2 separate regions of the Oryctolagus cuniculus genome follow, and region 1 is linked to region 2. Evidence: chromatin contacts called from public Hi-C data. All regions are on one chromosome and are shown on one strand. Each heading gives the region's core, a stretch centred on a gene start, on an enhancer-like site or on the middle of the called end of the contact. The rest is flanking DNA. Distances are from core to core; before and after follow the strand shown.

Region 1 (5,694 bases), core at 2,770-5,269, 240 kb after region 2:
ATATGTCAAGCAAGAAATACAATGTTCCTATTCTGTAGTAGCTTCCAACAGTGCAAGTTGGTGAAAATAAAAAAGGAAACACATAAACAAGATAATTACAGATTACAATAAGCACTTTGAAAAACTGTTTCTATGCTTGTATCTATTACTAGTGTAAAAACTGTCCAGTGAGTGTTTTTAAATTTTTATTCTCATTTTATTTGAAGGACAGATTCATTGGTTCACTCCCTAACTACCTACAATAGCCATGGCTGGGCCAGGTTGAAGCCAGGAGCCTGGATCTCAATCTGGGTATCCCACTTGGGTGGCAGGAGCTAAAGTACTTGAGCTGTCTTCTGGGTGCCCAAGGGTACATATTAGCAGGAAACCGAATCAGAAGCTGAGGCGCTAAGACTCAAACCAGGCCCTCTGATATGGGATGAAGGCGTCCCAAGCAGTTTCATAACTACTGAGTCAAACACCCACCCCCTGAGAGGTTTTTTGAACTTTCCTGTTCAATCTCCCTCTGCCCTTTTTATGTGCTGGAAGCCACTCTCAAATTTAGAGTTCAGTAATTACCCCAAGCTTAAGCAGCAAAAGATACTGAACTATTAGCTCTTGAATTGTCATAGAGAAGAAAGGGAGGCCAAAGGAAATATGAGGTCAGTGGGAGGAAAATTCTAAGCTCTACCTCTCAATTTGTTAATCATTCCCTGGTGGTATTCAAAATCAGATACAAATTCCCAGGTCTCATACTCAAATATTCAACTTTTAAGGGTCCAGGATCCTCCCTCCTTCACTTAGTTCTTCCCTCCCTCTCTTCTTTCTTTCCCTTCCTCTCTCTCTTTCTCTCTTTCTCTCTTTCTCTTTCTCTCTCTCTCTCTTTCTCCCCTTTCTCTCTCTCTTTCTTTTCCTTCCTTCCTTCCTTCCTTCCTTCCTTCCTTCCTTTTTTCTTTCTTTCTCTTTCTCTCTTTCTCTCTCTCTCTCTCTTTCTTTCTTTTCCTTCCTTCCTTCCTTCCTTCCTTCCTTCCTTCCTTCCTTCCTTCCTTCCTTCCTTCCTTCCTTCCTTCCTTCCTTCCTTCCTTCCTTCCTTCCTTCCTTCCTTCCTTCCTTCCTTCCTTCCTTCCTTCCTTCCTTCCTTCCTTCTTTCTTTCTTTCTTTCTTTCTTTCTTTCTTTCTTTCTTTCTTTCTTTCTTTCTTTCTTTCTTTCTTTCTTTCTTTCTTTCATAGGTAAGTAATCAGACATGGGAAGCATTACTGGCAAGCTACCCTATGAATTCCACTGGCCAGTGATGTTGAGGATACAGGTTTGTAAACCCTGTAGATATAAACAAAGGTATTGAGGGAACATAAAGCAGGAACAACCAGCTTAGTCTTTAAGGGTTAGAGAAATACTTTCTGAAGGGGAAGAATTTGGGATAGAATTTGGTTCAGTTGCACGTGCCACAGGATACAAAATCATAGTGGATGAAACAACAGACATTTATTCTTCACTCAAACTCTTGAGGAAAGAAAGCCAGTGTCAATATAGTGATCCTGTCTTATTTTTCTACCATCTTCAGCATAAGACTGACATGATCCAAGATGATTGCTCAGATTCCAGCTATTACTCCTAAATCCCTGTGAGGGGCCAGCACTGTGGCGTGGCAGGTAAAACCACCGCCTGCAGTGCCAGCATCCCATATGAGCACCAGTTTGAGTCCCTGTTGCTCGACTTCCAATCCAGCTCTCTGCCATGGCCTGGGAAAGCAGTGGAAGATGGCCTAAGTGCTTGGGCCCCTGCACCCATGTGGGAAGACCTGGAGGAAGCTCCTGGCTCCTGGCTTTGAATTGGTGCAGCTCCAGCCATTGTGGCCAACTGGGAGTGAACCAGTGGATGGAAGACCTCTCTCTCTGCTTCTCCTTCTCTCTGTGTAACTCTGACTTTCAAATAAATAAATCTTAAAAAAAATCCCTGTGAGTAGGAAAGGACAAAGGGGCAAACAAGAGCACAACTTCCCCCTTGAAGGACATTTTTCTGGAACTTGTACATGTAACTCCAATCAACAGATGAAATAAAGTCTCTATTCAGATTTGCCATGCACGATGCACATAGCTAGAAATTTAGGGTTCTATTACTGCCCACCCCCTCCAAAAAAAAGGAAAGTAGTCACTGGGAGATAAGAAGCAGATACCTGACCTGAAACCTGAAGAATCAGCACAATTAGTCAGGGGAAGTCCTAAAGCAGATTGTCTAGAAAGGGAGCACAGTATGATCCATTTGGTAGCACTCTTCCTTCCACAAGCTCTGCTCCTCATCCTCCATATTGACACCCAAAATCATCTTGGAATATCTGCCTACCCCCTAGCTATTCAGTTCTCAGAACGGAAATGACTTCAGCCCAACAGTGACTTCAAAACCATCATATCCCAGAAACAATGAGTGCTTAGAGAAAAAAATCTCCCTCCATGTGTAAGAGTTCTCTCTGATTTCACAACATTGAAATCTACTAAGACAGATTATTGAGATGTTTTAAAGAAACTGTAATTCCAATCCTTTCATATGATTATTTTGTCTAACTGCCTGAAGCTATATGATGCTCATATTAACCTGTTGAGCAAACTGTATTTATGTTATTATAGTTATGCAAAAAATGTGTGAGTACATGGTCAAATATTGGAAAGAATGTCATAAAAACAATATTAGATAGATTAAATTTTTTTTCTCCTCTATAAGTTCCTTTCAACATGGTTTTGTTATTTTCATAACAAATAAAACTTGAAAATAAGTCTCAGGTTAAATAGTATCAATGGTAAGTGTGCTTAAGAATCACCTGAAAAGCTTATTAAAAATGAAGATTCCTAGGGTCTAGTTGAAGAAATTCTGATTCTATACATCTCAGGAATGGCTGTATTTTTATCCAGCACCCGAGTTCATTTTGTTAGAAGTGGAACCTTGAAATACACTGCCAAAGATAGTGTCTCAGAGTCTAAAACTTGACTTGGGACATTATCTGTGTCAAAGCAGCCCAGCTTTGTATTGTGCTAAAAACTCTAGGCTAACACTCCTCTAATAAAACATTCACTCTCTCTGGTTTGTAAGCAAAGTATTTCTAAGCTTCCAAGTAAACTTGGAAGTAAATAAGTAAACAAGTTTTCTGATAAAAGAACCCCAGGTATTAATAGTTACATACTGCCAGGTCTCTAGTAGGACCTCTCCATTCTCTATACTTCCTGAATCCTATCCCAAGCCTTCCTCTGTATGCTCCATACAAATTTACTTATAATCTTTCTTGGAGAAAGAGACTTGGCAATTTCAAATTTTACATCTGCATAGCACAATTTGCCATTTCCAGCTGCCTGGATAATTCAGTATTCATTTTATTCAATAGGGTGGCCAACTTGTCCATGTTTGCCCAGGAGTTTCTCAATTTTGGCACTAAAAATCCCACCTCCTGTAACTCCCTCCCCTCTGTCCTGGGAAAATCAGGACCTGGGTAATTCGTTACATTACACCTTTCCATCACTTAGAACTTGTGTAATTACATATGGCTTCAAAGAAAAGACATGCTCTAGAAGGGGTTGCCAGCCTCTACAGAACATATTGTAGGAAGCGCATGTAAAAACTTAGCTTTCTAAAGTTCTTCCTTTGAAAGAGAATACAGGTAAGATATTGTTCATTTTCTTTCGTTTTGTTTTTTATTCTTGTTTTGTTTAGAAATAAGATATTTCCTTAATGTGGTTTCAAGGAAGGAGCCAGATATAAGGGTGTAGCAAGCAGCCTTTCCCCATTTTACCCCTTTGCTTGCAAATATTATTTAAGGAAAATTTTACTAAAATTTGTGCTAAACTCATCACAAAGGAGACTTGAAAGGTTGGATCAGACCATGAGAATGCAGACCATAAAGAGAAAAAGTAAATCAAAGGATACGGAATTTTTCACTAAATAGAATTAGATAAAATTGTAAAGCCTTCAACACTTGTTTCAGATAGCTTTACAGTGATGCCTTTGGAATTTCTCTTAAATCCTAAAATGTGAAGATGATTCAGAAAGCTAAAAAAGGATGTCTCAACAGAATCTGTTTCAAAATGCAGAACAAAAAAAATTTCAGAGTTACTCCACCCACATTAAACTACTTTCAAATATCAGAAATAGTTCAGAGAATCCCCAGAACTTCATTTTAAAATCAGTTCCAACTATTCCCACTACAACTTTCAAAAGCAGCTCATAATTTTGGCTCACGAATAATCCTACAAATAGCTGGTTGATATGGTGAAAAATATACTTGTGTGAGTATGTGGCACATTTGCCTACTTGAATTCTTGGGTATAATATCAACTTTCATTAATAAAAAAAAACAGTTTAATAGCCAATGGCAATTTGCAACATTTGTAAGGTTCAATTCTTCCATCCTTTATGACTATTACTTAATGCAGAAAACAGTTCATTCAGGCACAACTTTCTTTCATTGACAGGTTTGAGATGGCCAATGCTGAAAACCATAAGTGAAGTCAACGATTTAAACACCAAAGCCACCAGCATTTCCCTAATTGTTTTCTCTGATGTGTTAGTAGGCATTATGTCACCAAAAATGGGAATGGGGTAATGTTGTGGCATACATGTTATGAAGTTCCAAAACACTAAGATAAAACAGGGTTCAATTTCTTTCTTTACTGCAAGACTTTTGAGTCATTACAATGACAATATACACTGATATACTCCAAGGTGGGGTCATGACATGTGTTTCCAAACAATTATTTGACCAAACTTTGTCAGAATATCTAAAAGGCTTTGGCTTCTAACATATGTAGAGAACCACACTTTCTTGCCTTTCTAAACTTGCTAACTCAGCAACGTGAAAGACCAAATCTATTTTCAGTCTATTTGCAGTGAAACTTTTCATTTGCAAATGGCCAGCTTTGACCAAAGCACAGAACCATTTGTCATTCTAAACGTACTGACATTTCAACATATTTTGAGACTACTCTTACAGCAAATGTCATTACCTCCAATTCATAAGAACAAACAAGGCAAGACCTATTAGAAAGCAGCTTAGAGAATTTCACTTTGATCACTTGGAGAGGTGGATGAATTACTGCCAATGGGACAGGCCTTTGTTTAGTCTGTAGATCTCTAGTCAGTAGTTTGCAGAGCTATAAATAAGCAGATACAAGCATTTGCAGTCAGGCATGCATATCTGCAGCTGGGTACTTTTCTAAATAAGGGATACTCAGATTTCCCGACCTAAATTCTAGTGTAGATATGTAAACAATTGAAACTTCTGGCATATGATCTCAACACTAAGGAAGAAGTAGAAAAAGAATAAAAGAGTTGCAGGGTCCAGCATTGTGGCGTAGCAGATAATACTGCTGCCTGTGATGTTGGTATCCCAAGTGGGCACTGGTCCATGGCCTAGTTGCTCCACTTCTAATCCAGCTCCCTGCTGATACATCTCAGAAGGCAGCAGAAGATGGCCCAAGTGATTCAGCCCTGCCACTCACATGGGAGACCATGGCTCCTGGCTTCTGCCTGACCATTGCAGCCCTCTGGGGAGTGAATCAGCAGATGGAAGACAATGTTTCTCCTTCTTCCTCTGTAACTCTATCTTTCAAATAAACAAATAAATCCCCCCCCCCAAAAGAGTTGCACAATCTGAAAGAAAAGAAGGCACCAGAGGAAGGAAGGAAGACAAGTAGTTAGGAAATACTGAACTCTGTTCTGTACCATCCCCCAAC
Region 2 (5,760 bases), core at 612-3,111:
AGAAAATGCCCAGGCTCCCCTATTCCCACATTTTCTCAATAGGGCCCAGCCTCCTATTGAGCCAGCAGGTCAGACGGGTGCCCTGCGGGGGTGTGTGTGCATGACTTCTCAGCATGCGTGTGTTTCCTCTTGCATGTGTGTGACGTATTGGGGGCTTTCCAGGGCTGGGGGCGGGGCGTGTTTATTTAGAAGAAGAATTTGAATTCTGCTCAGTTCGTGCTGGTCCTTCCTGCAAGAAACACAGCACAGACCAGCAACCAAGGCCTAAGCTTCCAGTCCAGACTGAAGGCCAGGACTGATGACAAGTGGGAGCCAGAGGCCTCCCCAGCACACCAGATGGTTCTGTGCTGGGATTCTTAAAGCTCTCGTGTGGCAAAACAATTCCAAAATTATTCTCCTGTGCCTAGAACTAGGATGGCCTGCTGAACAGTTTTTGTATGTCTGAGTGTATGTTCACAAGTATCTGTGCTTGCCAGGAAATTCTGGGGAGACTTGACTCTAGAAGCCCTTGGGTAGGGGGCAAGGCCAAGGGGAATGCTAGGAAGGCCGAGCATGCGGGGAAAATGCCCAGAGCTCAAGTGTCCACAGGGGGCATCGGAGCTCCTCTGATCCATCCTGCGATCCTGGGCAGGACCGTAGGCGGCAGGTTCCCTGTTAACAGCCTTACGTGGTGTTTCTCACCTCTCCACCTGGACGCTTGCAGTAGAGAATGTACCCAGCACACAGGCTGTCATTAGAAACTCCCATTTTTGTAATTTTTTTGTATTGAGCACAGTCTACAGTTTTGGGTGCATTCCATCAGCTGGCCCCTGCTCTGACCTCTGCCATGCCCCTGTCGGATACTGACTGACTGTGTTGTCTAAGATTTTTCCCTCACACTTAGCGATATTCATAGAATCACAGCCGCTGGCAAAGCCGAGAGGGCAAACTTGACCAGGAAGCTGGATTTTTCCCAGCTTTTATTTACCACTGTATCAAACATGATATATTCATGGCTGTTACCTCAGTGTGCCCAGCACCGTGCCAGCTGCTTTATGCATGCTGTCTCATTTAAACCTGCAGCAATCCTGTTGCATCGGGTATTATGTTTACATCATGGAAACCAAGGCTCAGAGAGTTTAGGTAATTTGCCCAAGGGCATCTAATGTAGTACAGCTTATGGACTTGTTCCTGGATCTCGGTCCCTCCAAGTTACCTATACGACAGCTCGCTGCTACTCAAAAATGCCTTTCATGGGATTTTTGACAAGTGGACAAAGGAGAGTATGACGTGAGCTCTCCTGGGTTCAGAGAGGCTGAGTCCTCAGTGTAAGTGGGAACAAGAAGGCTGTTGGTCCAGTGCACAAGCTGAGTCAGAGCACCCCAGGTCATCATCTGCTGATGTCTGTGCAGACTCCAGCTGCCACCTCTTTCAGGAGAGAGTGCACAGCATGGCTCGCTCTGCTTTTACATCTCTGAAAATAATTCTGGGCAGAAAAGTAGGCTATGATGCAACCCAGTGTTTTTTTTTTTTTTTTTTCCTTTTTTATTGAGGTCTAATTACCTGTGGTGAAATGTTCTGTGTCAGGCTAATTTCACAGAAGGACCATAGAGTGGACGACAGAAACAACAGACACACACCGTCGCATGGTCTCATCCCATGTTTGGCTAAATCACAGTCAGCAGTTCCTATACGTACAGGCTTTGCTGACCGTCACTGTCAGTGAACACCACGTTTGAAGTTAGGTACACTTCTCTCCAGAGACCATTCCTGGCTCATATGTCTATAAACTACATAACACTTGTCCCTCTCCATGGCTCAGGCAGGGTTTACTCTGGTAGCTTCTCAGTGTTGAGTACAGAAGCCTGCTCTTTGTCACGCTGCAAGCCTCCTGGTAGGTGGGTGTGAGCTTACCCAGTGAACCATTATCCAGCCTGGTGAATGAGTGGGTGTGCAGTTCTTCACGAACTTGTTAGTAGCGGGAACTACTTTGTGTCTCCTTGTTACTAGAGGGTACTATTATCGTGAAGCTCGTGAAGTTTAGATTTGTGTATAGTAAAAAGAAAACTCAAAAATTAGACTATAAATTTTCTCTTGATGACTATAGAGGGATTCTAGAATCTCTCATTCCTCCAAAGCATCACCGTAGACCTATTGAAGTTGTATAAAATTTCTCATTAGCCAACTCACAGAGAATTGCAGCTAATAGAATATCAGAGGTGGTTTTCCCTCATTTTCATGTTCATGCACAAGATTTTTACAATTCCAGGTAGGAAAACTATACTCAGAACTAAGTTTTTGAAATGAAACTTTATCTGAAAACTGACTATGGTTTATGTAAGAATTCGACTTCTGAAGGTCACAGTTATGGAACAGGTTAAGACCATGGGTCTTGGAATTGGCCATACCTGGTTCAGATCAGAGCTCAGTTGTCTACCCACTGTGTGACCCTGAGCAGGTGACTCACCACCCTGAGCCTGTGTTCCCTCACCTGTTTTCCAGCCCCTCAACATTGCCTACAGCCACATCTACAGCTCCTACAGGAACTTCGTGGGGCCCCCGCACTTCAAGACTATCTGCAGACTGCTGGGTTACCAGGGCATTGCCGTGGTCATGGAGGAGCTGCTGAAGATCGTCAAGAGCTTGGTGAGTAAGGCTTGGGATGTGCCCGAGCGGGGTTGACTTGAGTAAGTTTGGCTCTTTTGGCCTGTGAAAGCACATCCCAGCTCTGCCTCTATAAATCACACAGGGAGTCCACTCCTGTATCCCTCGATTGTCCTTAACCATCCTTCTGCTACATTGCTGTGTACCCTTTGAGCTGTGGCTTTGTCGCCCTTTTCTGGACCCTGACTTATTTTTGATGAGTGAACTCAGCAATCCTGATTTTGACCTTCAACACCTGTTGCTGACTCCTCATGCTCCTCACTTGTGCTGCATTATCTAATTTGAGCATGGCAAATCCATGACAGATGTGCTGCCATCTTCCACGCCCATACCCATGGCAGACATCTCTAATCAATCACCACACTCCTTCCCCTTGGGAGTTCTTGCTAAATCACTACCACCTGTACTGCAGTACTTCAAGGGAGTTCTCTGTCCCTGTACCACCATGGTGTATCTGCCCAAAGCATGCTCAACTGAACCTTCATTTAATTCACTCCAAGACTGCTGAAGCAAAGCCAGAACCTTTCAACAAGACTTTCTTGAAAATTCCAGATGACAAAAGAGAAATAAACAAGGTAGTGTCTAACCAAGGCAGAGGAATAGCAAATAGAATTCATCCACAAACTCTGGTTCTTTGGCAGCAGCTATGTGGAGCCATGGACCATTAAGGATTGTGAAGCTAAATCCAGATTTAAAAGGGAAAACATGATAATTGATTAAAGGTGTCTGCTGTGGATGTAGGAGGAATGAATGTGCCATGCATTTTCCATGCTTAAATTACATAATGTCTCTAAATTCCCAGGGATCCTGGCCCTATTTCCTTTGAGCTCTTAGTCTGTATCTCACATAAGCATCCGCAACCCCAGGAAGGACCCCATGCCTAGAAATGTGCGGCTCTTGAAGTGTGTAAGTCTGGGAGAGTAGTGAGAGCTGCCCTTTCTGTCCTACGGAGGCCCGTTTTCCCTGGTAAAGATCAGTGGGACTGTCCCCCGCCTTCCCTGCTCCCTCCTTGCAGGGGGCAGGGCTGTACTGGGATGTTTCAGCAGAGCCTGCATACCCCTGCCCTGGCATCCTGGAGACGCTGGCTGTGTACTGCAACAATGTTTCCCTTGCTCATCACTATTCTTCCTTTGGCAGCTCCAAGGGACCATCCTCCAGTATGTGAAAACTCTGATAGAGGTGATGCCCAAGATATGCCGCTTGCCCCGGCACGAGTACGGCTCTCCAGGTGGGTGATAGGAACGTAGTCCACCTGCACCCGTGGAGGGGAGGGGAGCTCTGGCCACACAACCTGGAATATTTGCCCCTCTCACCAGGCAGTGAGGAAGGAGAGCACTGGCTCTGCATCCCACCCCTGGCCAGATAACCTGGAACCCTTTGCAGTTCCTCTAAGCAAGACCATCTCCCATGCCCGCCTCCCAGGACTGCAGCCCATGTGATGGACGCACTGGAAGATGGACTTGCTGGAGTCTGCATTAGCTTGTCTCGGAGCGCTTTCCTGCATTTGCTCAGTTAGACACAGTTGTCCCAGGCCACTGTGCCAAGTAAGCTAAGGTGACTGAGCAAAAAGGCAGTCAGAAAATGTGTTTTTCCAAAAAAGCAAGATGTCAGGTGCTGGCTCGGTATGATAGGAAGGAGATGAGGCAGAAAGCTCTGTTACTGAATCCTAGCTGCCCACTCATGAGCTGTGTGACTACGGGCATGCCACTTACCCTCTCTGAGCCCCACGTGAAAACAGGCATAGTAGCATCTAGTTTGTGGATTGAGTCGGATATTGCAGGGCAGTTGTTTAGCAAGCATCCGCTGCCTTTAAATAGACACTAAATCGATTTTTAGAAGGACTGAGGGAGGTCCACAGATGCGGTGGGTGCTGTGTGGTTTTGTTTGATCAAAGCCCTGAGCCAGCCTTCTGAGCTTTTTCCAGCACTGGCCCCTACAGAGAGGGCTGCGCGGCTTGGGTCTCGCCATCCTAGAGTCAGGTCTGGGGCTGCTGCTCCGTCAGCACGTCCCATAAACCCTAGCGGGTGGGCAGTGTTCGGCTGCGCTGGACCATCCCCTTCCTCTCGCAGGGATCCTGGAGTTCTTCCACCACCAGCTGAAGGACATCATTGAGTATGCAGAGCTGAAAACAGACGTCTTCCAGAGCCTGAGGGAAGTGGGCAACGCCATCCTGTTCTGCCTCCTCATAGAACAGGCGCTGGTGAGTCCTGAGCCCGGTGCCAGCGGGGGTCTCCACGCTGGGTGTGCGCCCGCCCCTGCATTTGGTGCTAAGGCCCTGAGGCCTGGGAGTGTGCTCTCCCGTCCCCTCTTTCCCAGCCCTCTGGCCGTGGAGTCAGACGGCCTGGATTCCAGTCCTGCACCGCACTCACTAGCTGTACTAGGCCTGAGTGCAGTCATCCACCTTTTCACGCAGTGAACGTCACCACTGATTGGCTACCACGGGTAGCGCATGGTACTAGGAGGGGTTGCAGCAGCCAGTCCCCGCCTCGCGCCCTGTGCATCTTGACACAGAACTGATGTGTTTGCCACGACAGCATGTGCTATGGGGGATGAGAGCGGAGCCTGAAGCAGCAGCTGGTGTGGTCTTGACGGGGAAGGTGGGCTTCCTGGAGCAGGTGGCCTGGAGTAGCTGTTGCAGACTGAGGGAAAGGCCTGCCATGTCTCTTGTGATGGGAGATTTTTTTTTTTTTTTTTGACAGGCAGAGTTAGAGAGAGAGAAAGGTCTTCCTTCCATTGGTTCACCCCCCAAATGACCGCTATGGCCGGGCGGTGGGGGGGCTGCAGACTTCTTCACAGGCCCTGGGAAGCAGGGAGGGAAACCAGCTGGCCAGGGAGCAAGGCTGGCTGCAGGCCGGGGCTCAGCCTGGGGCATAGGTCTGAGGAGCAGAGAGAGAAAGGAGATGGACCGAAGGCAGAGAGATGGAAGTGACAACAGGGACACGCAGAGATTCTTCTCCTCCAGCTGGCTGTGGGCCCTGGGTGGAGCCAGTGTGTCAGGTGCAGAACTGGAACCAACCCTTGTCTGCCCGAGAGGCGCTGAAGCGGAGTAGGGGTTTCCCATCTGTCGCTCCCCGTCTTCGTGGGGGAACGACACAGGACCCTGCGCTGTTCTTTCGT

What was found. A called contact is a pair of places that touch in the nucleus more often than the background predicts.
Region 1: a Hi-C map of embryonic fibroblasts shows a contact between it and region 2, with 2.6 times the contacts expected there. The contact joins two enhancer-like sites. A contact is called at or near these places in 3 of 6 Hi-C or Micro-C datasets (embryonic fibroblasts, psoas muscle and an unstated tissue).

The regions. Positions count from the first base shown.
Region 1 is chr6:44,562,067-44,567,760 of mOryCun1.1, forward strand. No RefSeq gene overlaps it. Among named protein-coding and RNA genes, the nearest start is that of ADAM19, 48 kb to the left of the region's middle. Within about 2 kb of position 4,020, at least 1 of the 8 cell types and tissues checked has an H3K27ac peak or open chromatin away from gene starts, as enhancers often do.
Region 2 is chr6:44,327,345-44,333,104 of mOryCun1.1, forward strand. It overlaps CYFIP2 (cytoplasmic FMR1 interacting protein 2), which reads left to right. Exons shown (of 32, transcript XM_008255326.4): 25 at 2,482-2,625; 26 at 3,781-3,871; 27 at 4,713-4,843. Among named protein-coding and RNA genes, the nearest start is that of FNDC9, 8.5 kb to the left of the region's middle. Within about 2 kb of position 1,862, at least 1 of the 8 cell types and tissues checked has an H3K27ac peak or open chromatin away from gene starts, as enhancers often do.